Linked DNA regions of Ctenopharyngodon idella: region 1 is linked to region 2. Evidence: chromatin contacts called from public Hi-C data. All regions are on one chromosome and are shown on one strand. Each heading gives the region's core, a stretch centred on a gene start, on an enhancer-like site or on the middle of the called end of the contact. The rest is flanking DNA. Distances are from core to core; before and after follow the strand shown.

What was found. Hi-C and Micro-C count contacts between places; a contact is called where the count stands out from the background.
Region 1: a Hi-C map of muscle shows a contact between it and region 2, with 6 times the contacts expected there. The contact joins the promoter of galt here to the promoter of tmem267 in region 2. A contact is called at or near these places in 2 of 2 Hi-C or Micro-C datasets (both in muscle).

The regions. Positions count from the first base shown.
Region 1 is chr10:27,749,288-27,752,255 of HZGC01, reverse strand. It overlaps galt (galactose-1-phosphate uridylyltransferase), which reads left to right and starts at 1,454. Exons shown (of 11, transcript XM_051907629.1): 1 at 1,454-1,818; 2 at 2,491-2,660. The coding sequence starts at 1,764. It overlaps sigmar1 (sigma non-opioid intracellular receptor 1), which reads right to left and starts at 1,331. Exons shown (of 4, transcript XM_051907632.1): 1 at 1,064-1,331; 2 at 1-80. The coding sequence starts at 1,208.
Region 2 is chr10:27,055,127-27,058,039 of HZGC01, reverse strand. It overlaps tmem267 (transmembrane protein 267), which reads right to left and starts at 1,408. Exons shown (of 3, transcript XM_051910693.1): 1 at 1,273-1,408; 2 at 309-719. The coding sequence starts at 680.

The sequences.
Region 1 (2,968 bases), core at 205-2,704, 690 kb before region 2:
CTCATCAGGCAGGATGTGTCCCGGATACCTCTTACGCAGCTCCACTACTACTTTAGAGAACGCTTGTTCGTGATCCTGGCCTACGACACACAAAGGCACTTTAGACATCTTTTTTTGTTTTAAACATATATCAGGCAAGTTAAAGTCACCATAAAATCAAAATGGACAATTGTTTTTTTTAATGGAATATTGCATTATTTATTATAAATGATTTATCCATACACATTATTATTATTATTATTTTAAATTCATGTGCCTTGTAATCTTTTATCAAATAAATTCCCCTCCCTCTTGCAGTGACATCTCTTCTTTTTCTGATGATGTGTTTATTGGCGTGAGGGCGGGACAACCTGTCACTCACATGAGATCCACCAATAGCAAACCACAACCTTCCAATTGATTCCCATTTGGCCAAAATTAAGCCCCGTCCTACTTTTGTTCTTGTCTGAGAAGCCGTTTCACTTGGATATACATCACAATAAGGAAGAAAAGACTATCGCATCTTTCTTTCGAGCCAACTTTAAAGGAAGTGTCAGGTAGATAAAGAAAGAGAGAAAGAACTTGACACTGATGTCAATTATTGCGTTTGAAATCAAGCAATATCAGTCTTAAAAGGTCAGTCCATCATGTTATTCAACTTTGCTGACCAACGGCAAAAAAAAAAAAAAAAAAAAAAAAAAAAAACAGCTGAATACAACTTTGTGTTATGTATATACAATCTATACAATAATATATCTATACAATAATAATATATATAATATATATATATATATATATATATATACACACACACACACACACACACACACACACTTCAAAGTTGTATAGAGCGGTTTAAAATACTTGGTATATCTTGGAAATATAAGTAAATATAAATAGGATATTGCAATACTTGTTCTCTGTAGCAATAGTAATATTGCGAATGGTGTAATCCATAGAGCTATAGCTCTATATATGCATTACAACATTCGCAATATTACTATTGCAACAGAGAACAATTATTGCAATATCTTAGCAACAGATGTAACTTCAGAATAGAAACGGAATATACGTGTTTACTCACCTGCATACTGTTTGGCTAACTTGGCAACATCTTCTTTTGTAAAGACATATTGTTTATTTGCCATCCAGTATCTTATAAACTGAACTGTCAACACCAGAACACCAAGAACCACCACCATCTTTAGAATATTTCTTATTAAAGACATCGTAAGCCGACCACAAATAACAATTTAAAAGTAAAAAGCTCTCTGAGATTACAAAAGACATTAAACAGACTTCATTCAGACAAACAGCATGGCATACATGAAAGGTGACGGTCGCTGACGTGAGGTGACGTAACATCTGTGACAACCAATCAGCTGCCACAAACGGCTAGTTCTAATCCAATGAAATCGCACAGGGCTCAATAAGGAAGAAATCGACGTGAAGGTGCATCATTATTATCAATATGCCACCAAAATACGCAAAATACATAAGCACCCTTTATTAATACAGTGAAATATATCGAATTAATGAACTTAGTTATGTATTTCGTATTATTTATGTTCTCGAGAAAATTTAAACGAGGAAACATTGTTCGGTTTATTCATCTGTAAAAGCTGCATACTGCGTTTTATGTACGCAATCTTGTTCACTACAGGATACTTAGGAGAAGGATCAAATGAAGACTTGAAACTCTGACAAGAAACGATCATTGAATTCATGTTTAAAACCCATAACGGGTGATCGGATAGATTACGTATCCACAGGAAAATTTTATTATGTCAGTAAGTAGTAGGATGGATAGTATCAGTAAACCCATGTTTGATCCTAAAGGTAAGGTTTTTACATATTGACACATATGCATATTTTTTTCTGACCTTTGCATAATTCACAGACAATTCTGTTTAATGTAATGCAATGACCATTTTTTTTTCTTTCAAACTCCTGTCTTTTGAAATCACTGAAAATAGTACACTCGCTTAGATGTGTCACGTGATGGCTGGCTGTGAAGCTGATCATGTGATTTAGCGGTGGGACGTCTGAATCATTTTATAGAATCGATTCGTTCGGACGGTTTAATTCAATGAACTGATTCACCCATTGGGAATACCTTCCAAAGTATTAGCGGAATTTTACGAATCATTTTGAGATAAAATACATTTTAGTTAAATACTACTGTTTATCACCGTGTTTTAAACTAGGTGATATAGATTGCTTAGAAATGTATGATGTTTATGCTTTACTTTAACTGTCAAAATTTTCCTCTCAAAGTGATTTACAAACACTGCGAAGTAGTTATCAAAAGATGATTTTTAACATATCAAGTGGCCTGTTACATTTTAAGTCAAATCAAACGCAGAAACAGCTGTAAATAATGCACAAGTAAGCATGATTTAATAAATATTTGCTAGAATAACATTTTAAACAAGTTATGTAAGGTATATTTTACTCCTGGTGGGTTGACCTTAACTCAAATTATTTTTTGCATCTTGATGTTTGTTTCAGAGCACCAGCATTTAAGGTACAATCCTCTGCGGGACTCATGGGTTCTGGTCTCGGCCCATCGAATGAAGCGTCCGTGGAAAGGACAGGTGGAGAAACCGTCAGAGGACAACATCCCACGACATGACCCCAACAACCCTCTCTGTCCTGGCAGTGTGAGAGCTAATGGAGAGGTAGGCGACTGAACCTCTCACATGGTTTAGTTTCATCCCATTTCTTCAGCTGATAGGGATTTATGTTACACTTTTTATTTTTTATTTCAAAGCTCTCTTTATGAAGGCTATAAATGAGCCTTATTTGTGTTTTACCCATTTTACCATGTGCTTTACATGTTTTTCATGTATCAAGTTCTTATAATGGCCACATTTTCTGTAGTTCGTGCTTTTGGACTGAATATTGCTCAGGTGTCTGCCTCATTGATACCTAAAGCTCATTGCATGAAGTGAGATAAAGCTGAATTACAGAATGAAGGTGTTTATAT
Region 2 (2,913 bases), core at 159-2,658:
CTACCTACTGATTAGGCCTATATTTAGATGCTGCTGTAAATCTATTCACAAATGTTTCATTTTTTTAATCTTTCTTGGCATTTTTTGGAAGTAAGATTTGAACTTGAAATAATTTTTTTCTATCATCAATCATTTTTTTGTTTGATGCAGTCACATTAGCAATATTCCGACGAAAATTCACAAGCAAAAAAGTCCACTGTCAATAATGTAGCAACATATAAAGCACAGCTCACACAGAAGTCACTTTCAAACCAACCAGCTTTCTCTTGGTCATCGGCAGTTTTCAGATGCTAATAAAAGACACTCACCTTAAGCGACAATGATCCAGCCAAGTAGAAGTGGTCCAGGTCAATGACAGAGGCCAGAAACCCAGCCAAGGCGACTTCATAGAAGTCACTTTTCTTCCTCAACCCAATCACAATGGCCCAGGACCAGAGTCCAATAATGCCATGGACGGCGTTATCAAGGACAGCCCTGAACCACAGATGGTGTTGGATGAAGGGGAGTGTCAGAAAGTGATCAACGAAGAAGCAGAAAGTGCCCAGGCCTGCGCTGGCTAACAGAGAGGCAGTGCTGAAGGTCTGGAGCAGGGCCTGAGCTTTCTCAGTCTCCACGGCCAGGTTCAGAGGCACAGCCATGCCCAAAGATGAGGAATCCAGCTTTGAGTAAAAGCCCCTCATCGCTGGCCTCTTCCATGGAGGGGTCAGAAACCTGATCTGCTGGAATAAACGAGTATACACAAATTAAAGCATGCACTCTTGCAAATGTGGTACTGTTTAAATGTCATGATGCTCTGACTTGACTCAGAGAAGAGAACAGCAGATGAGAGTAACAGTACAAACCTGTGAATCATGACCACATGATCTTTTCATGAGAACATCATCAATAAGGCACGAACAGATCAAAATTTGTAAGAGAATATTAAGAGCAGATTTATATACAGACATATATGTATATATGGTATGTAATGCATGTATGCGCGTGTGTGTGTGTATATATATATATATATATAGGTGCTTTTTACATTTAAATGAAAAAAAAGTATTGCAATAGGATATCTTTGCCGAGCGAGATTTATTTTTTTTTAAAAATTAGCATTAGCTTTGCTGCTAACTAGCTGATAAGCTAATCCACTGCTCAAGGCAAACGATTACATTTATTAGCCATCATAACAAATCACATAAAAACCTAAAAAGGCACCATTCTCACATAGCTGCGTATTACACAAAAACACCAGACATAATGTATATTTTACACATGCCGTTTCCTCACCTCATTTCATTCAGCTCATCGGTATGATGGACTGTTTGTTCTTTGGTTATGTTTGATTCGTTATCGCGAATCACTGAATCGGTTCCTTTGAATTAAACCGTGAGTCGAACTGGAATGAGACCAACACGAGGATCTAAACATGCTGCGTCCCAATTCGACTACTTATTGTATGCCCCCAAAGTATGTACTCTTTTTGTGAAGAAAAAGTAGATATTTTACAAACATGCATTTTAGTCTGGGACTAGGCTTAAGCTGTGAAACCGGGGGTTAGTGTATCTTATGTTCACTACTTAGAACGCATCTCCTGATTAATCTGTCAGGCATGCTCTGCATTAATTTATGAAACTGTGCGTGTCTGTTCAGGATTAAATGAAATGATATGAACTCTACACAAATAGAACTCTACAAATAGCCTAATAGCAAATAATTTTTACACATGAACATGTCATTGTTTTAAGTAGGCAGTGCTTATACTGTTTTTCCTCTCAATTACTGTTTTAAATTTAAATCATCTCATATTAATCACACACACACACACACATATATATATATATATATATATATATATATTTTTATTTATTTTTTTTTTTTTTATCAAGTGACAAACTGTCACCGTCAATAGTTTGTCCAGGCCTGGTTTAAAAGATTAGTTCACTACAGAATTAAAATTTCCTGCTAATTTACTTACCCCCATGTCATCCAAGATGTTTATATCTTTCTTTCTTCAGTCGAAAAGAAATTATGTTTTTTGAGGAAAACATTCTAGGATTTTTCTCCATATAATGGACTTTGACAGCTACCAAGGGGTTGAAGGTCCAAATTGCAGTTTAAATGCAGCTTCAAAGGGCCCTACACAATCCCAGCCGAAGAATAAGGGTCTTATCTAGCGAAACGATCGGTACATAAAGAAAATAAAAATTATATACTTTTTAACCACAATGCTAGCTCTGCGATGCGGCATGCATTGTGTAATCACATTGGGCGGAAGTACAGAGCAAGTGTTTACAAAGCAAACGTGCAAAGACTAAGTCAAACGCCCTTTACAAAAAATGGTAAAACAACGATGTTGGATGATTTTGAAGTTGGAGGAGAAAATGAGATGGAGTTTTCCGCCCTACAGCAGTACCTACTTCCACCTATGTCACACGTGACCTTTTCAACGTGATTACGTAATGCGTGGCACATCGCAGAGCTAGTGCAAGATGGGCATTTTTGGTTTATAAGTATACATTTTTATTATTTTAGAAAAATCGTTTCACTAGAAGACCCTTATTCCTCGTTCGTGTAGAGCCCTTTGAAGCTGCATTGAAACTGCAATTTAGACCTTCAACCCATTGTACCCCAGTGAAGTCCACTATGGAGAAAAATTCTGGAATGTTTTCCTCAAAAACCGTCATTTCTTTTCGACTGAAGAACATCTTGGATGACATGGGGGTGAGTAAATTATCAGGAAATTTTAATTCTGAAGTGAACTAATCCTTTAAATCCTCCATTATCCATTGTCATTAAATCTCCATTTATCTATTATAACAACTTTTTTATAGGAGAGTTATTCCAAACCATTCCACTGGAGGTCGCTCTGCAAATTCTTGCAAACAAGAGCCCAGGGTTCTTGAGATGAGATCACCCAGCTTCTGGACT